3 separate regions of the Gossypium hirsutum genome follow, and regions 1 and 2 are each linked to region 3. A link is a contact called in public Hi-C data. All regions are on one chromosome and are shown on one strand. Each heading gives the region's core, a stretch centred on a gene start, on an enhancer-like site or on the middle of the called end of the contact. The rest is flanking DNA. Distances are from core to core; before and after follow the strand shown. Region 1 holds the start of LOC107951339 (protein FREE1). Region 2 holds the start of LOC107951336 (4-coumarate--CoA ligase-like 5). Region 3 holds the start of LOC107952050 (serine/threonine-protein kinase BSK1).

What was found. Hi-C and Micro-C count contacts between places; a contact is called where the count stands out from the background.
Region 1: a contact with region 3 is called in a Hi-C map of leaf, with 2.4 times the contacts expected there. The contact joins the promoter of LOC107951339 here to the promoter of LOC107952050 in region 3. A contact is called at or near these places in 3 of 34 Hi-C or Micro-C datasets (leaf and petal).
Region 2: a contact with region 3 is called in a Hi-C map of leaf, with 2.4 times the contacts expected there. The contact joins the promoter of LOC107951336 here to the promoter of LOC107952050 in region 3. A contact is called at or near these places in 5 of 34 Hi-C or Micro-C datasets (all in leaf).

What each region holds. Positions count from the first base shown.
Region 1 is chrA02:31,173,447-31,176,377 of Gossypium_hirsutum_v2.1, forward strand. It overlaps LOC107951339 (protein FREE1), which reads left to right and starts at 1,565. Exons shown (of 10, transcript XM_016886348.2): 1 at 1,565-2,476; 2 at 2,773-2,859. The coding sequence starts at 1,640.
Region 2 is chrA02:31,243,858-31,247,159 of Gossypium_hirsutum_v2.1, forward strand. LOC107951336 (4-coumarate--CoA ligase-like 5) reads right to left here and starts at 1,538. Exons shown (of 5, transcript XM_016886345.2): 1 at 1-1,538. The coding sequence starts at 1,214.
Region 3 is chrA02:31,541,368-31,544,358 of Gossypium_hirsutum_v2.1, forward strand. LOC107952050 (serine/threonine-protein kinase BSK1) reads right to left here and starts at 1,510. Exons shown (of 9, transcript XM_016887287.2): 1 at 700-1,510; 2 at 464-599; 3 at 8-141. The coding sequence starts at 1,080.

The DNA of each region.
Region 1 (2,931 bases), core at 315-2,814, 370 kb before region 3:
TTTTATAATTTTGTCTTTATACCTAAATTAAACAATCTATAGACAAAATTGAGGGACCAAACTTTAATATGTTTTTATACCAACTCCGTAAATATTCTTATTTAATATTTAAAAACTCGATTTACAGAAATAGGGTTCCCAAACTACCTTTTTCTGGCACTATTTAAAATCTACCTGTTACATGATTACTATTTCAATTAAACTAAGCAAATTATGAATATTTGATAAACTAAAACAATGAAAATTTCCAAATTTCTCAATCAATTTTAAAGACTCAGAACTTTAACTTCACCGAATCTAGTTAATCAAATATCTCACATTCAATTATTCAATCTATGTAATTACTAATCCAATATTCAATGACATTAACTAGACTCTACCAGTACCTAGCTAAATTAATCCCCCTTCCTCACTAGCTAAATTCGTATACTAGACAAGTCGGGTGAAATCACTAAGAAAAACCCTATTGGGTTGACTAAGGCATCAATTGTATTCCCATCCTAGCGACCAATTAACTCGTTCGTCAACACTACTAAAGTTAATCCTAATCTATTAAGTCTAGATCTCAACCTTAATTTTCTCTTCCAAGAAAAATAAAGATTATCAAATTAATACAACTTGGTGGTTGGGCAAGCAAATTAAATAAGCCTTGGAATGAATAAATAATTAACAAGGATCAAAATAATCAAAAAGAAAATAATTTAATTAACTAAGAAATATGGTTCATTATTATTCTAAGAACATAAAGTTTAGTTCATATTGAGTTGAAAAAACTACACAAGAAAATATTTAAAACAAACTTGCATAAATAAAAAGTAAAAAGAAACAATCTAGAGAGAAAGTAGTTATAAAATTTATGCCAAGCGCTCTAGATCTCTTTTTCTTCTTGTCTTTGCAAGTTGGAAGTTCCTCTTAATGCGAGAGAGTTGTTCTTTATCCCCTCAAGTTTCTCCCTCTTTTCCTCTTTGTTTTTTCCTCTTAAATCTAGTCACCCTTATTTTTTGGTTCTTCAATCACATCGCTTCATTGCATGAAGAAGTTGTAGTGGAATGGACTATTTGCTACCAAAATTTCTAATTTCAAGAGCGTGCTCCACTACATTGAATTAAATTTGGTGGAGTAAAAGATTTTTGTTCACCACTTTTGGCTCTTTGCTCCAAGTTTTTTATTCTTCATCTATGACCAAAAATAAAGAAAGAAAAATAGTAAATGAATCCGAAGTAATTATAAAAATGATAAAAACAAGCAAAAATAAAATAAAAAATAAATAATCTAAAAAACTATAAAATGTAATAAAAACTAACCTAAATGTTAAAATTAACTCTAAAAATAATATGAAAATTATACTAAAATAACTCTAAATATGAGAGTTATCACATCGCATGCAATGCACATGATATAAGTAGTAGTATTCTTAAAGAGTTGTAATATATAATTCAAAAAAATGAAGAAAAAATAAAAGGGTATGGAAGCCCAGCAGGCTTGGAAAGTTATGGGCTCCAATCCAAATATGGGATTCTAGAGGGCAATAATATTTAAATTATTTAACACTTGCTTTCAGAAGACGGAATAATAACCCATCAAATTCGGCATTGTATTAGAAGTTAGCATCAAATTCAGGATTCAGGGCAGATCAGCCATGCAACAAGGAGATTTGAGCTCCTCCTATTATCAACCTTCAAGCCCTAACACCTCCAACCCATCCCAATTTCATCACTCACCTTACGCATCAGCACCGCCTTTTTCCCCTTCCGATTACCAAAATCCTGATCCCTCTTATGCTCCTCCGCCGCCACCTACTCTGTATTCGCAACCGTCTTTCAATCAGCATCCGATCTCGCCAACGTCGGCTCCCGCTGCCCCTTCTTTCCCGCCTTATGATTCACCTGTCTCCCGGCCACCTTATTACCAGCCTTATGATCAGTATCCTAGCTATGTACCTCCTCCGCCAGACTCCAACCCCAACCCTATTCCGCCAGACTATTCAACCCCATATAATCAAATAGGATCATCACAATCCTCTGTCCCTCCTGCTTATGACAACCCCTACGATAATTCCATGAAATTGGATCAAAGCAGTGGCAGTTATTTCGACGACAAATTCGGAGCACGTTATAACCAGAGCAGATACGATATGGGACCCGATCTCTATGGTAAGCGATATGATAGCTATCCACCCTTCGGTGATGATGGTGGATATGGTGATGGGGTTTATGCTTATGAAGGAGGAAAGGTGGAGCCTTATGGAGCACGTGGCACAGCACCAAAATCATCGACTTGGGTCCAATTCGACGATTATGGGCGGACCATTAATTTCCCTTCTGGGAAGGACTCGTCAGGTTCATCTTCTGGTAAGATTGTGAGGGCGGTGCCTAAGGCGGAGACCCTGGAAGCCGTAAAGAGTGGGGTCCAGAAGTTTCGGGTTAAGTTGTTGAGTGAAGGTGGAGGAGAAGGCCCCATGGATGTACTTTGCCAGGTAATTCTTAATTAGAATTGGTTGAAATTGATTTACTTTTGTCTGGAAAGATGAAGTTCCTGGCATCAATTTCAGTATGATGAATTATGTGTGAATTTAAACTGAATGGCTAAAATGATTTGGAGTTTCGTTAGTTCTGTATGGTTAATAAAACATTTTAGTTCATATTGGAAGTGTCTAGTTCTGTATGGTTTATTTATATTGTTGTTCCTATTGACATTAATTGCAGAAAAATGTGTTCTTATATTCATCCAGTACTTTAGACTCATAATATAGCTTAATCTTTTTGGTGTCAGATTGGTTTAGATGGTATTCGTATGCTTGACCCTAACACCAGCCGAACTTTGAGAATATATCCCATTGAGAACATCACAAGATGTGAAGTAAGTTACATAGTATATAAATTTTTAATTTTTTTTTCCTTCCTCAATATGTTTTACTTTGTAATTTTCTCT
Region 2 (3,302 bases), core at 288-2,787, 300 kb before region 3:
ATAACGGAGGGGCCCCTAAGCCAAAGCTCACCCGTCTGGTTCACGTTCAAAGCCTTACCACTATCCGGGTCCACAACCTTAGCCTCCATGCTAGGCGACAACATCCCCGCCGTACCATACTTTCGGCTCTCTTCCAATGAGTCCGTCGACGCACCAATCCCAGTTGACTCAGTCAAGCCGTACCCTTGAAGAATCTTTACATTCGGATACTTCTCCAGAAAACCCTCAATCACTTCTTTACTAAGCGGTGCCCCACCTGACAACGCCGAATGCAACGAACTCAGATCGTACTTCTTCCGTATCTGATCGGCGGCGTTTACCATCGCCACCAAAATTGGTGGCACCAGAGGTAGGTAGGTTGCCCGGTACTTCTCGATGGTTGATAGCATGTCGTGCATCTCGAACTTCGATAAAACTATGACCGTTGATCCAGAGGCCAACAGCCCAGTGGCAAAGGCTACTAAGCCGTAGATGTGAAACATAGGAACCGTGCAGATGAACTTTTCTCCTACTTCTATGCTGAACCTGTTTATAACCGTTTGTACCATGGCTATAAGATTTCTATGAGATGAAACCACTCCCTTGCTAGCACCTGTCGTACCAGAGGAATAAAGCAGAGTCGCCGTGTCATCCTGGTTGACTTGGTCCCTCACTCGACTCCCACTCGGTTCCCTCTTCATCATCTGATGTAAAGTTGTTACAATCTTCGCTTCCCCAGCCTGACTGCTCACGTGATCTTCTAGAAGCACGATCGGGATGGTGGAGCCTGCTAATTTAGGGAGGAGTTGAGGAATAGTGAAGGCGAGAACTGGCTTAGAATCGGCGACTTGTTTCCCGATTTCATTAGCCGTGTTGAGAGGGTTGGTGGTCGTTATGATAGCGCCCAGGGACATAACAGAGAGGCAAACAATGGGGAAGAAGATGGAGTTGGGTGAAAGGAGTAGAACCACATGGCCTTTCCGGATTCCCATGTCGGAAAGACACGTGGCGACGGAATCAACAGCCCTCCAAAGCTCCGAGAAGGTGAGATGGCGGCCGGTAGCGGCGTCGATGAAGGCAACTTTACCGTGGTGCGCCCGAGCCGAGATAAATGTGGTGACATCGAGGGAGTCGTTCTTGGGGAGTGGAATGGGTTTGCGCTTGCTGTAGAAGGTAGAATTGGACCGGCAAAAGCCACTCCTTGGATCGATTGCCAAGCTCATGTTTTCCGCCATGGATTTGCAGTTCCAATGTTTTTTTTTATTTTTTTATTTTTCTACTCTTCAAATAAAGTCGGCTGGTAGAAGAATCAATTTTATACTGTAAGACAGCGAAGTATGGGCAGTCACATAAGCGAGTGAGCTAGTTTAGGTCTTTTGAACAGTCCGCGTGGGTCTGAATCCTTAGGTGGCACGATCTTGGTCGTTGGATGGAAACAAAGTTGAACTTTTGTCGTAAGATCAAATTGAGTAATAGAGGAACGTGTTTGATTGTGTTGCCACGTGTGGATTTATCTGCTATTTATCACATATCGCACAGTACCTGGTCGTCGCCCGCCATCCTACTCTTCCGTGACCTCATTTTTCTTTTTAATTTACTTTAAAATATTATTTAATTTGTCACATTTCTTTTATTTGTAGTTTTGAGATTGGTCACTTTTGTAAAGATAATATATTATCACTAATGATTAATTTTGCCCAATAACATTAAAAAAATTATTTTATTTATTTATTTTGTTTTTTTTAACTTTTAAATTTACATTTCTATGTTAAATTACTCAAAAATAATAGAAATATTAATGTTTGTTAATTTTATTGAAGTGGCATACATACAGATTGTCATATGGATGACATGTCAGTATTTAATTAATTTTTTAAAATGTTAAAAAGTGTTAAAAATATTTTTTATAATTTATAATTTTAAAATTTTTTAAAATTTTAAAAAATTAATTAAATACTGGTATATCATCCACGTGAAAATTTACGTGTATACGTCAATAAAGTTAAAAAAATTTAATTTTTCTATCTATTTTAAGGTGATTTAAAAAAAATACAAGTTTAAGAGCGAAAAATTAAATGAAAGACTAAATTGACTTATTATTATTATTATAAAGTTGGAGAGCCACGTAAGTAATTATGCCAATATATTACCAACAAAATAATTAATAATAGGTTTTTTTTTTATTTGGGTAATATCAATAATAGGACTTTGACACCTTAAAAAGTAAAAGTCTTACAAAACTCTTTTACTATATACTTTGGATTGCATTTTAGTCCATTCATTAAAAAAAACAAATTAACACATTTAAGTTAGATGAGTGAGCAAGTCCATCCGTTAAAATTTAAATTTGGTGTTTATACATAAGATATAAGAATAAATTTAGTCTTCAACTTTTATACATTTATTCAATTTGACCCCTACTCTTTTATTAGAAGTAAATTAGAAAAAAATTAAAACTAATAAAACTAAAGAATAAAAGAGGCCTTAGCAACAAATTAAAAAAATCATTTAAACTCTTTTAAATTTTAAAAATTATTAAAAAAATTATAAAAAAATTATAATTATAAATTTTTTATTAAAAATTAACAATACTGGGTGTTGAAAATCTTATGAACATTAAAATTTAATAGTTGGATATTAAAATCTTATGACCATTAAAATTTAATTGTTAAAAATTAAAAATAATGTTATGACCATTAAAATTTAAAGGTTGGATATTGTTATTTTTTAATAATTTTAATTTTTTATAATTTTTTTATAAATTTTCTTTATGATTTTTAATAATTTATAAATTTTAAAAGGTTTAAATGATTTCTTTTTAATTTTTTATTAATGCTTTTTTGATTTTTTTGTCCTATTAGTTTTAAAAAATAATTTACTTTCAATAAAAGAATAGAGGTTAAATTAAATAAATGTATAAAGATAGAGGGTTAAATTTATCTTTATACATTATATATAATCACTAAAACAAGCACTTAACGGGTTGTTTTGTCACTAATGTAACGTACAAAAATCAATTTATCTATTTTTTTAATAAAATGACTAAAATGTAATCTAAAAAATAATACAGGAAACTTTGTGATACTTAATATCACTGTCTATGTAATTCTTTTTTTCTCAATTGTAATTTGACTCGATATCCAGAGAGAATCAATAATAAAGATCCAATCTATTTATATAGATAAAGTGTTTAGGATTTGAGGTTTTTTCGTTAACCAGACCAATTCTTTTTTTTTTAAAAAAAGAGAGTAAACTATACTAGCCATTTTATTACTAGCCATTTTATTATCAATTTTTTTGTTATTCAACTATGAAAAGTTATA
Region 3 (2,991 bases), core at 260-2,759:
GCAATACCTCATCAAAGAGAACCCTATATGCATTCAAATCATGGTACAATGGACGACCTTCGCTGCTACAATAATCTAATGCTTCAGCTATGTATAAAGCAACTCTCAACCGCATAGCCCACTCAATAGTCTGGTTCTCCCCTGTCAAGCAAATAAAGAACAGAAATTATTTTCAAGCCAAAAACTGAAACATTAAAAGGAAGACAATATGGCAACACAATATGATTTTACATTTTCACTTATGTTACTTGAAAAGCATGACTTAAGGTGATAACTTAAAGATATTATCATGCAGGATCTAACTGGTTCAGAGACATTAGCTGGAAACAAGAATTTAACAGAAGACATCAATAAACACCCAACAAGTTAGGTCAGAGGAAATAATAATTGCACTCAAATTTAATTATATTTAGTTTACTTTTGTTCAGGAAAAAAAAAGTGATAGTAAAAATTGGAACCATACAGTGAAATAAATGCTTTGCAAGGGTATCATTCGGCATGTATTCAGCAACAAGCAATCTCTCGTCGCCATCGCAGCAATACCCAATCAAATTAGCCACTCTCTTATGTCTAAGGTTTCCAACACCGCGAGCTTCATCCTTTAATGATAAACAGAAAAAGAGATAAAAAAAACAAAAGAAAATCAGAAGAAGGGAAACCCTAAAAATGGAAATGGTTCAACAAAAAAAGAAAGCATACGGCGAATTGTTTAGGATCGGGCCAGGCTAATCTAGTGAATTTCTTGATGGCGATCCAACGTCGATTATTGTCGTTTTGGAGGCGGCCTTTATAGACCACGTTGGGGGCCTTTTCACCGCATTCAGAGACGATGAAATCGGAACTGAAGTTGTTGGTGGCAGCCTTGAGCTCAGCAAGGGAGAACTCGGAGAAATCAGGGAAGCCCGCAGCCCCACCGACAAGGGAATCTTTTCCAGCATTGGAAAGTGAGGAAGGGCCATTATTGGTCTGAGTGACACAATTGGTGTTGGTGTTGGTATTGTTGTTGTAGAGGTGGTGGTGGTGATTGGTTTTGTGCAGTGAATCGGGTCTTCTCAGAAAGGTGGATTCGCAGCAGCCCATAACTCGGGGTGAGTTGACTCAGACGACTAATTTATAAATTATAACCATAGAGATTCCTCTTCCTCTTTGATTTATTTAATCTCTTTTTTTTTTTTAAAAGTTATATAGTTTGGAGTTTATTCAATTAATGGCAGAGGGAAGGAATGGAGAAGCTATTTGGGTTTGGGAAGTTTCGAAGGAAAGAAGGAAGAAAGGAAAGGTGAGGACGACGTCGTGTGGGCTACTGTGTGTGAGAGAGAGAGAGAGAGTTTTACACCATAGGAGTGTGAAAGAAAGAGAGACAGGTTTCTCTTTCTTTCTTTCTTTCGTTGTTTCTCTCTCTTTTTCCGTCGGCCTCTTTCAGCCCTTTCTGCACTGACAAAACCTTCTGTCCCTTTCTCGACGTTGCTTTCTATGTTTCTTATATTTTTTTTTTCTCGCCTTAATAACAATTGTATGCTACAATAATATACTATTAGTCTATAGCTATTATACTATTGAATTGTCCTTTTTCCGTCCTTGATTTGATTTGATTCAAGGGTCTTTTTGTCTTCATCTCTGCTTCTATTTCTGCTTCACTCTTAAGTCTATATTTAATCATATTTATTTTTAGATGACTTCTTTAGAATTGCATTTTATTTTTATTCTAAATTACCTCATATAAATTTTTTATAAATAATTTTTAAAAATAAATTTTTATAATTTTTTTTATAATTATTTAAGTTTCCACTCCAAAATAAATCTAGATAATTGTTTGTCTAGGTTCATCTTACCTTAAACAACCATTTGTTAAGGTTCATTTTTAACATTATTTTTAATAATTTTTAATAATTTTAACAATTTCTTATCATTTTAAATACTTTCCTATAATTTTCTAAATTTTTTATAATTTTTAATAATAATTTGAAAAACCATGTCGATATCATGATTATAAAAAACTTTTTTTTTAGATTTTTAAATTTGTTTAAATATTGTCACAATAGCATAAGATACACGTGGCACTTCATGTGCCATTTTCTAGTTGCTCAGCTAGTCATATCAATGCTTGACAGTAGAAATTGGTGAAATTTTAATAGAATGACTAGTTTTCTTTTTTTATCTAACGTACGAGAACTAATTTGTTCATTTTTAATAGAGAGGGAAAATGCAATCTAATTCCTACTATAGGGGCTTCCATGATACTTTTACTACATTGGGTTTTATGCTTTTTCTTTCAAATAAAAGTTAATTTTACCTTGGATATTATTTTCGACGTCATCTTTTAATGGTGAATTTTTAATAGAATGATCAATTTGCACTTTCCTCTAATGTATAGAGGTTAATTTGACCATTTTTTAATAGAATAGGCTAAATGTAATTTAACTCCTAGTATAGGGGCTTCCATGATACTTTTATAATTATAATTTTTATCGCCCATTATTTTATTCAGTGAAAAAATATTTAATTTCTTGCATAATGATATTAATTAAAAATAATTAATTTTAAAATTTTAAAAATTAAAATAATTAATTATTTTAAGTGAAAGATAAATTTTAATGACAATTATTTATTATTATAAATAATATCTATACTTATTATAAGACCTTTAACTTAGTATTATGGGTTGATCGAGCTTTTGTCCTTTCATGCTTTCTTTTAAATGACAACTAACTTATATTATGATAATAATGCTTTTTGTTTTTTTATACTTTTATATAATCCTTTCATACTTTTATATAATTTTTATTTACTCTAATCTAATCTTTAAATAAAAAGATTAAAAAGTACATATCCAAGAATCAAACATGTGTTTAATAAAATTTATTTACAGTCAGGAAATTGATAGTATTTGGACATACAAGAAAGGATGAAAGTTATGGAGGAGTAACTGTCTTCACAACAGAGAAGATATGAGGAGCAGCAAAAGCATACAAGAGCAAATGCATAAATAGA